Linked DNA regions of Neogale vison: region 2 is linked to region 1. Evidence: chromatin contacts called from public Hi-C data. All regions are on one chromosome and are shown on one strand. Each heading gives the region's core, a stretch centred on a gene start, on an enhancer-like site or on the middle of the called end of the contact. The rest is flanking DNA. Distances are from core to core; before and after follow the strand shown. Region 1 holds the start of PIK3CA (phosphatidylinositol 4,5-bisphosphate 3-kinase catalytic subunit alpha isoform). Region 2 holds the start of ZNF639 (zinc finger protein 639).

The links. A called contact is a pair of places that touch in the nucleus more often than the background predicts.
Region 2: a Hi-C map of fibroblasts shows a contact between it and region 1, with 5 times the contacts expected there. The contact joins the promoter of ZNF639 here to the promoter of PIK3CA in region 1. A contact is called at or near these places in 2 of 3 Hi-C or Micro-C datasets (fibroblasts and muscle).

What each region holds. Positions count from the first base shown.
Region 1 is chr6:102,546,493-102,550,939 of ASM_NN_V1, forward strand. It overlaps PIK3CA (phosphatidylinositol 4,5-bisphosphate 3-kinase catalytic subunit alpha isoform), which reads left to right and starts at 2,039. Exons shown (of 21, transcript XM_044251823.1): 1 at 2,039-2,146.
Region 2 is chr6:102,719,023-102,723,469 of ASM_NN_V1, forward strand. It overlaps ZNF639 (zinc finger protein 639), which reads left to right and starts at 2,258. Exons shown (of 6, transcript XM_044251825.1): 1 at 2,258-2,313.

The sequences.
Region 1 (4,447 bases), core at 789-3,288:
TCAACTTTTCCTTTTAAACACTCTTCCTACAGCCACAGGACACTTGAGCAATGAGTTCTGTCATATAGATGTCTAACATACTGTATACACTGAAAAACAGTGCAAACGCTTTTAAAAGCAAAATAAAACACATGATAGATCAGTGGTCATCAAATAAATCAAATGCATCAACTGAGAACTGGGCTATAAATGCTACTCCTGCAAAGTGAATAATCACGCATTCAAGTACCAGGTATGCCATTTTCTGCTATGATACATGATTTCTTCAGTGCCGATCATCACATAACAAAAATTATACATTATAATTTACATTTTCTTATTTAAACATAAATTTTAGAAGGAAAAATATAGCAAAGACTAGCAAAGACTACCTATTAATATTTCAAAAAACTCTGTGCCTGGAAACATAGTTTTGGAAATGCTGCCTTAAGGTTTACTTTGACTCCTGGCTCAACGTTGTTTGCTTCCTCTCCCCGTCCCCCTGCCCCCTCCCTTAAATTCCCTGCTCTGGAGTAAATAACATCATGTCCTGAAACTACCGGGAAAAAATCCTGGTTCAAGAGAAATATTTAGAAACATATACCTCTGGAATGTGAGATGAAAACCAGACCTTAAGAAAGGAGAAAGAAAACAAGAAATAGTCAAATGAAAGTATGAAAACATAAAGGAATGAATCTCATTTACGATTGCGTACGGACGTGTGATGTTAGAGCAAAAATTGGTTATTGGTCAGGTTTTTGCCCTTGGATGACAAATGGGACTATAACCTCTCTACGGTGGGTCACTTCCAAGACCTAAAAATTCAAAAAAGAGCGGATGTTTGAGGGCTTTTATTGCAGACTTCAATCACGTTCCGAGCCTTTTCAATACAATGAAAGACCACCAGGGGGAGAAACGCGAAGAACACTGGACCTTTATAAGAACCGCGATCTCAAAAGGCAACAGATCCCATTATTCTTAAGGAAAGGGGTGGGGGGAGTGGGATTCTGTAGCAAACGGCAGAAAGCTTGAATCTAATCTATAGCTAAGAGAGCTCTTCTGAAGTCTCCGTGGGCACCACGCGAAAAAAGGTCTTAAGTCAGAACGGAATCCTACAAGCTGACTCAAATCTGAATTTAAAAACATTGCAAAAGGACTCCCCGGAGTGAGTCAGGATTGCAGAGGGGGGTGGCAGTGTATTACTCTTCCGATTTGGGCTATAACTTAACTTTACATTGGCAGAATGACGCGCACCAGCGCTTCCTAAAGTGCCTCCTTTCTAGTATCCATAACCATTTCGGGTTCGCCACTGACAACGGCGATGAACCACCAAGGCCCCTTCTCTCGCCCCCACACAAGAGGAAATCTCATTTCCTCTGTGGTCGTATAAGTGCAAGAACTTACTCGATCCCAATACTCCTGTATGTCTACCCTAGCCTGCCTAGTGCCCGTGGAAACAGATACACAACACATATGCCGTCCTAGGATGACACAACATCCTCACTGCTGCAAAAGACGGAGCATAAACACACCCGCTCCAGAAAAGCACCCCTCCACCACACGAACTTCGGGCGGAAAAACAAGGCGCAAGCGCACTGCCACACTGTTACCCGATTTGCCCACTTCCCCCTCCCGGGCTCAGCAATTTCACTTCCCCTATTTTGCACTTCTACTTCCGGGGTATTGTAGGCTCAGCCCCTCCTCAGTTCTTACCCTCCTCTGCCCGAGGAGGGGGGGAGTCGAGGGGGTGGGGAAGAGTTCGTTGTTTGTTTACACGATGTGAGCGGAAAAAGAGACCAATAAAGTTTATTCTGGAAACAAAAGGAAAAAAAACAGGGTGACAGAGAAAGGAGACGGGGGCGGGGGCGTGTGGCGGGGGCTGGAGAGAAGAGGGAGCTAGAAGGAGAAAGCGGCAGTTCCGGTGCCGCCGCTGCGGCCGCTGAGGTCTTGGGCTGCTGCTGCCGCGGCCGCTGGGGCTGGGGCCGCCGGCGAGGCAGGGCTCGGGCCCGGCCGGGCAGCTCCGGAGCGGCGGGGGAGAGGGGCCGGGAGGCGGGGGCCGTGCCGCCCGCTCTCCTCTCCCTCGGCGCCGCCGCCGCCGCCGCCGCCGCCGCCCGCGGGGCTGGGACCCGATGCGGTTAGAGCCGCGGAGCCTGGAGGAGACCCGAGCGTGAGTAGAGCGCGGACTGGCCGGGAGCGGGCGCGGCCGGGCTGGGAATGGGGTGGGTGTGGGGGCCTCTCCGGCGCGCCCGTGGTATTGGGCGGGGGCTCCCCACGGGTCGTCTCTCAGGGTCGGCCCGCTGCAGACTTCGGCTATGATCGCCGCTCCCTCTTCCCCGCCTGCCGCTGGCCTCACCCAGATGCAGAGGCGAGGGCTAGCCGTGTACTCTCCTTTCCCCCTGGCCGCCTCCTCGCTCCTGGTTTCCTTCCTCTCTCATTTTTGGAGATGGGGTGGCTGGAATCTGAGGAAGTGCACCCAGGGCCGCCGCCCCGGTGGCAGTAGCTCGGTGCCCCGCACCCTTGCACGCCCACCGGGCCCGCGGGTGGCCGGGCTGCCGCGACCACCGCGGCGTGAGGGATCCCGCCGGAGCCGCGGGCTGTTCCATAAGGGCTGTCATGCCCCCGGACTCCGGCCCTGCCAGCCGGACGACCCTGCGTTTGTCTCACGCTGAGTTTAAATCGCCCGGCTGGGGCAGGGAAGGAAAACCGCTCCCCCCAACCCCGCAGTTCCCCTCCCACCCTTCCTCTCTAGGTTGTTGTTGTTGGTTTTTTTTGTTTTGTTTTTTTGTTTTCCTTTTAACCGAGACAGTCAAACGTATTGGATTTTTCATTCATAGACCCTAGACATTGTCTCGTGATTTGTGTCTTTACTAAGTCTATTATGTGATGCCCGTTTCATAGCTCCTAAGTGGTTCAGAAAGGTAGGGTACGCCCAGCATTGGACTATGTAAACACCAGACGTTCAGCCTGTGTTTTGACCGCGGCTTGAGGGGTTTATTTTAGGATGCTAAAGGAATAGTGGTGATGGTGGCTAGTCCCCAGACTTAGGAATCAGGAATCGAAAGCTATTTCTTAGATGAGGGACTGTTTACCGAGTTCTACGACGGGTAAGGGAGCGCAACAAGAGGGGGGCTTTGAGGAAAATAGCTCGTATATTCTTTAATGAATTAGAGTTGTGATTTCGTTTTAGAAAAAGCTTCCTCATTCCGGCGCCTTTGTGCACATTCGGCACACGGGTTTGCGATATGTTTTGAATCTATTTTGTGAGGCCCCGGAGAACCCCTCGAAAACTTGGGTAGATAAACTGCTGGTAACTCAAGTCGGATGATTTCAGTGGCCACATTTGAACCACTGCAGGCAGTATTGGTCGCAGGCTTTCCTCCTTAGATAATAGATTCTTGGGGGGTATTTGCTTACAAATTTGCTTTTATGCTGGATTGTGTGATGTTGAGAAGAGACCTGAAAAAACCTTAAGATACCATGTTGCTAATTTAAATTGGATCAATCAATATTTTATGTCTTTATTAAGAGGCCCTTGAAGCAACTGCAGTGTAAGAATTTGTTAGTATGTCTGTGTATTCAAGTTTTAAGATTTTTTAACTGAAGTGTTGAATTCTAGTTGACAGCATAGATCTCTAGATAAACATCACATGTTATGGAAAATTTTAATTATCAGATTAACTGTTCTGCAGTGTCATCAACCAAAATTATCTGAGGAGGGCCCAGTAGGGTGTGTGTGTGTGTGTGTGTGTGTGTGTGTGTGTGTTGGTGCTTGTTTTGTTTTTTAAGTTTTCTTGTCTCATGTTTTGGGATAAAATTAAATAAAATGACATCCATAACTTTTTTCAAAAGTTTCTTGTGCATTTTTTCATCTCTGTAAAATAGAGTGCTTTTCTTCACAAACTAGGTGGTTGAAAGAAATGATAGCACATCTTAATAGTAATAACTCCATGGAGGAAATACCGAGAAAGTAAATGAATATTAACAATATTCAGTTGACTGTGAGAATAAAGTTTGAAAGGCATTTCTGTCAGTTTTAGTTGAAGAATTAAAAATGAACCACATGTAAATGCAGAACGTGTTTTATATAAAGTTTTTAAATTTTAAGTAAATTGGATATAACATGAAAGATGTCATTGGATACAGTACTGTACTTGAACTGAAAGATTACTGCAGGAATGTGTATATTCTCGGGGGGCTGGATATATGTAAAAGGGAGACTAAAAGAACAGTGACTTTGCCTGGCTCTGTGTATGGAACAGTCCTTCTGGAGGCAGAGCTTCCTTCCTGTCAGGATAAGATCCTCTCCATCCCAAATAAGTATTCCCTTAAAAAAAAAACAAAAAAAAAAAAACTAAACTAAATTTATAAATAAAATACTTGTATAAGAACATAGATCATAATAACTTTTTCTTAAAACAGTTTACCTTGTGTGTAGCTTTCCTGATTAGAGCCCTTTACTGAACAAAGA
Region 2 (4,447 bases), core at 1,008-3,507, 170 kb after region 1:
ACACAGAAAATATTTAAGTTCACAAAAAGCAAATACAAATTAAGATGGAATACTATGTTTTGTTTACCAAATTAGCAAAGCATTTTTTTTTTAAAGACAGAAACAACTTAATCATCCACCATGTAACTATTTAGTTGGTTATTTATAGAGGAATTCCACAGTGCCATTAACATTAACAGCATGAAGTATATTCAGGCTTTATTAAGGGAGGGGGGAGCTGCTGCAGAATAACATAATACTATCCAAATTTTTAAAACCAATTCTAGATGGATAAAGATTTTTAAAAATAATAACCATGTACAGCCCCTGAGCGAAATGTTACCATTGATTACCTCTGGGTTGTAGGATTATGGTAACTTTTTCTTTTGCTATTCATACTTTGCTGTTGTTTCCACTAAGTGATAAGACGTATCCCTTTTCTAATCAGGAAAAAAACTGAGCTATACTACAAATGTGATAAAAAGTTGGGAGTAATAGTGAGGATTTAATACCCCTTCCGTCAAAATTGTATTAGAAGATAACAAACCCTACAACTCGGTATTCTATTGAGATTTGAGGGTTTCATCCTCGCAGCCACCACCCTCCATTAAGAGGAAGGAAAGGAAAGGGGACGCGGACGCAAAAATGAAACTAGAAAACTTACTCCAGCTAATCAAAAAACATCAAGTAGCCTCTGACTTGTGATTATGCTAAAGGACGAGTCAACATTGTGATGCTCTTCCTATTTACTTCTCTGGGTAAGGGAAAATAATGTGGGTTTGTTTGCTTGTTTGTTTAAGTAATGTGCTGGGGGGCTGGTAGTGTTGTTTGCTCTCACTACAGAATGTTTTGAAATAAAACTTCAGCCTAGAATGTAAAGATTTTGTTTGGCACAAGGCAACGCATGAGCGAAACAGTAACTGAAAATGGTCCCATACCCCCCCCTTGTGGCTTCTAATATGTCACCTCGGGAAACAGCCCAACCAGCCGAGAGGACGGAACCTTGAATACTGTTTACGTAAGTCCAGCAAACACGTGTCCATTCCCTACCCGGTAGCGGTACGAACTATATGAGGATTAAAAGATACCACTAAATCTCTTCGTACTTTATTCAGGCCATGCCAGCCAGCATTCGTAAACTCACTTATTTGGGCTGAGTACACACACACACACACACACACACACACACACACAGAGTAGTCGAGGTCCTAAAAAGTTGAGCATCGGAAACCGGGTGTCTCTTTAAAATACGGCTTCATCTTCCGGAATAAAGGTGAAGGAATGGGAGTAAGGTCTGGGATGATTATTCTCCAGGGTTTGGTTGGTTGGGTAACATGTGGTAATCAGAAAAAGCACAGTGGATGTGGATGAAAAGACATGGACTGCAGCCCTAACTCTCCGAGTGACCTTGAGCGCGTATAATAGGGGCCCCATTCATCTACTTAACAATTATTTGAAGCCCGGGTGCTGAGGTTACAAAAATGAATCAGACCTAGCCTTGAGACCCTCGCTTTTCTAATTTGTAAATTGGGACCGACAACTTCAACTTACTATCAAAAATTAAACATATGACGGGCCCCCCTTGTACAGAGATGTTCATCTTTGAAACCGTGTTCACAGGTTTATTTATGCTTGTTCAATTTAATCCTTTCCACGTCTGCTCCTAGGAGCTCTAAATCCGAAAAGGAATTAAATAATCTAATCCAATCCTCTAAAATTTTACATTCATTCCACGGGGATTTCTTGAATCAAGGAATCGGCCTGAAGTCTAATAACGACAGCGATCTTCAAAATTCTCAGCCTCCTACCCCTGCGTAGTTCTTTCGTGGGGGACGCGGTACAACCTTGGCAAGGCCGTCGCCCTCTGCGTCCCCAGCAAGCAGCCGGCGCTCTGGGGGCTGAAATGCCATTTGCCTTGCCTAACTCGTGTAAGACCGCTCTCGCACGCCCCCTGGAGGAGCCAGGTGGGAAAGAGGCCACTAGCTCGCCGCGCTTCTCCCACTTCTCTGGAGGCGGGAGGAAAAGCTCGGGAGCCTGTGGCAGGGAAGTTCCCTCGGCGGCCTTGCGGGGAGCAGTTCCAGGGAGTGGAATCACCCGCTAGGCTCCGGAGGGGCGGTACCCAGCCCGGAAGAACCCTGCGGCGGCACAGGAGTGCCGGCAGGGGGCGCGGGCTGCCAGGCCACCCCCGGGGGCTAAAGGCCGGTGGTCCCTCCCAGGTCTGGTGTGCGGCGCGGCTGCACCGCCCGATCCCCAGGCCCCCCCACCCTCACCTCGTCACCTCCCCGCCCAGTCGGCGGGCCTCTGAGGTGCGCGGCGCAGGCGCGGAGCGAGGTGGTGAGTGCGGCCGCCGAGCTGGGGCCTGGGGCTTGGCGCCTGGCGGGCAGGGCGTGAGGCGCGCGGGAGGGAGAAGGGCCGGCCCGGGGGAGCGCCCGAGAGCGCGAGGGCCACAGCGGCGCCGCCCGCCGGCAGGGCCGCGCGGCCGCTCCGCCCGCACTCGGGCGCTTCGGCTACCGCCGCCGCCTCGGAGCTGCGCCTGGGCGGGCCCCGGAGTCCTGGTGAGTGTGAGGAGGAGCGGGCCGGCGGCGTGCGGACGCAGCCTCCCAGAGGAGAGGGCAGGAAGACCCCGCGACCGACGTCTTTTTAAACGAAACCCTGCCTCCGTTTTAAGACGGGATGGCGGCCCCTCCCCCATCCTGGAGGCAGTTCCACCCCCCGCGGAGGACGCTCGGCCCCCTGCTGCTGTTTTCTTTATGGCGCTTTTGGGGTCGGGGTTTAGGAGTCCCCGCTGGTCGCCTGGCCCTGCTGGGCCCGGCGCGTGGCGCGGGCGTGGAGGCGGCTAGGTCCGGGGGTCTCCTGCGCGGCCCCTCTGACCGGCGTGTCCGGTGGCGCCTGGGCTCCCGAAGCCGGTCGGTGCCAGGCTGGCCCCCCGCGGTGCGGAGCGGCTTCGGGACTCTGGCTGCGAATCCCTTGTTCGCCCGCAAGCCTCCGCGTCCGAATGCAGCCTGGCGCTCTCATCTCGGGCCAGTGGCCTGCCCCCCCCCCTTCGGGTGCCCCTACACCCCTTTAGCTTTTCTTTTTCAGTACAACCTACGACGCGAGTAATTTGAAATAATTTCAATTACCTCTTCGCGAAGAGGTAAAAATTTGGGCAAAGACTGGTGACTCAAGTTGGACGTACCGTGCGTTCTAGTTTAAAAACTCCACTGAACCATTTTTGTGTTTCAGTTCTTTTAAAATCTGGAGAATATGTACTTATTCTGAAAGGAGGATGAAAAAAACTTGCTTTTAAAACCTTGTAAAAATAGAGCTTTTGATTGTGAATACTTGCCTTATTTTTATACCAGTTAGAGAGTATTTATATTAGATGAAAGGCCTTCGATATCGATCTGTTTGATATAGGTACTGATTGCGTGTTAAATGGCATTTTGTACAGACATTCTTGAAAAAAATGACAGGTGGAGAGATGCTGATAGGTATTTTGTAAGTTGCTTTAAAAAAAAATGTTTCGTGTGGCATGGTATCATTTTTGTAAATGTAGAACATACATATGTATACCTTAGCCTAGGAAAATGTCTAGATGTGTGTATACCAAAATGTTAACAATGTTTTTCCTGGGTGAATAGATTCAAAGTGATTTAATTAATTTAAATTAACTTATAACCTGCTGTGACATGTATTACATGGGTTGTTTGTTAAATGGGGAAGAGAGTGAATGAGAAGGTGACTCAAAATCTTCCCCATGAGAGGAAGACTTAGTGAGGAGGTTGATAAGACATCTTTGAGTAAAAAACCATACTTCTTCATCAGCGCAGTTATGTATACAAAAAGCACATAAGAATATTTGCTGAAATGAAAGATGTTAGCATTTCTGGTCTTGAGAAGGCATCTTAGCATCATGCTGAAAGGGTGGGAGTCAGACCTTTCCTGATCAAGGTGATCCTATTCCTCTCACCTGACAGCCTGAATCCAGGCCAGCTTGAAAGATTAATTTTTAGTGCCGTGCTTGGTTTCCTTTCCTTGCTTTTTCATTCTTCAAATTGGAAAGAATTTAAAGTGTGTTCTGAAATAGCAAGAAGCTACTTTAATGTTGGGCCGATAGTTTTCATTGTTCTCCCGACAGTTTTAGAACATTTAAAACATGAAGTTTAATGCCTTGGGCTGTATAAATTCTGGAAGTGTACAGAAGAGGTATTAGGAATGAGTCTTGAGGTTTTAGTTTATGGCATAATGAGAAGTTTTTGAATGTACTTGATTGGGAAGGGTTCAAGGAATGCTATTTGTATTAGGTAAGCCATTTTATATAGAGATACTATTTCTATAAATCTAACTGTTGTCAGTTTCTTTGGGTGATTCTCTTCCCTTCTTCCTGTTGGTGACTAAGAACTGGAAGATGTAATGTGCTGGTAATAGTGATTAGCAACAAAAATTACTTACACAGTTAGTTGTTCAAAACTCAAGTCAGAAGACA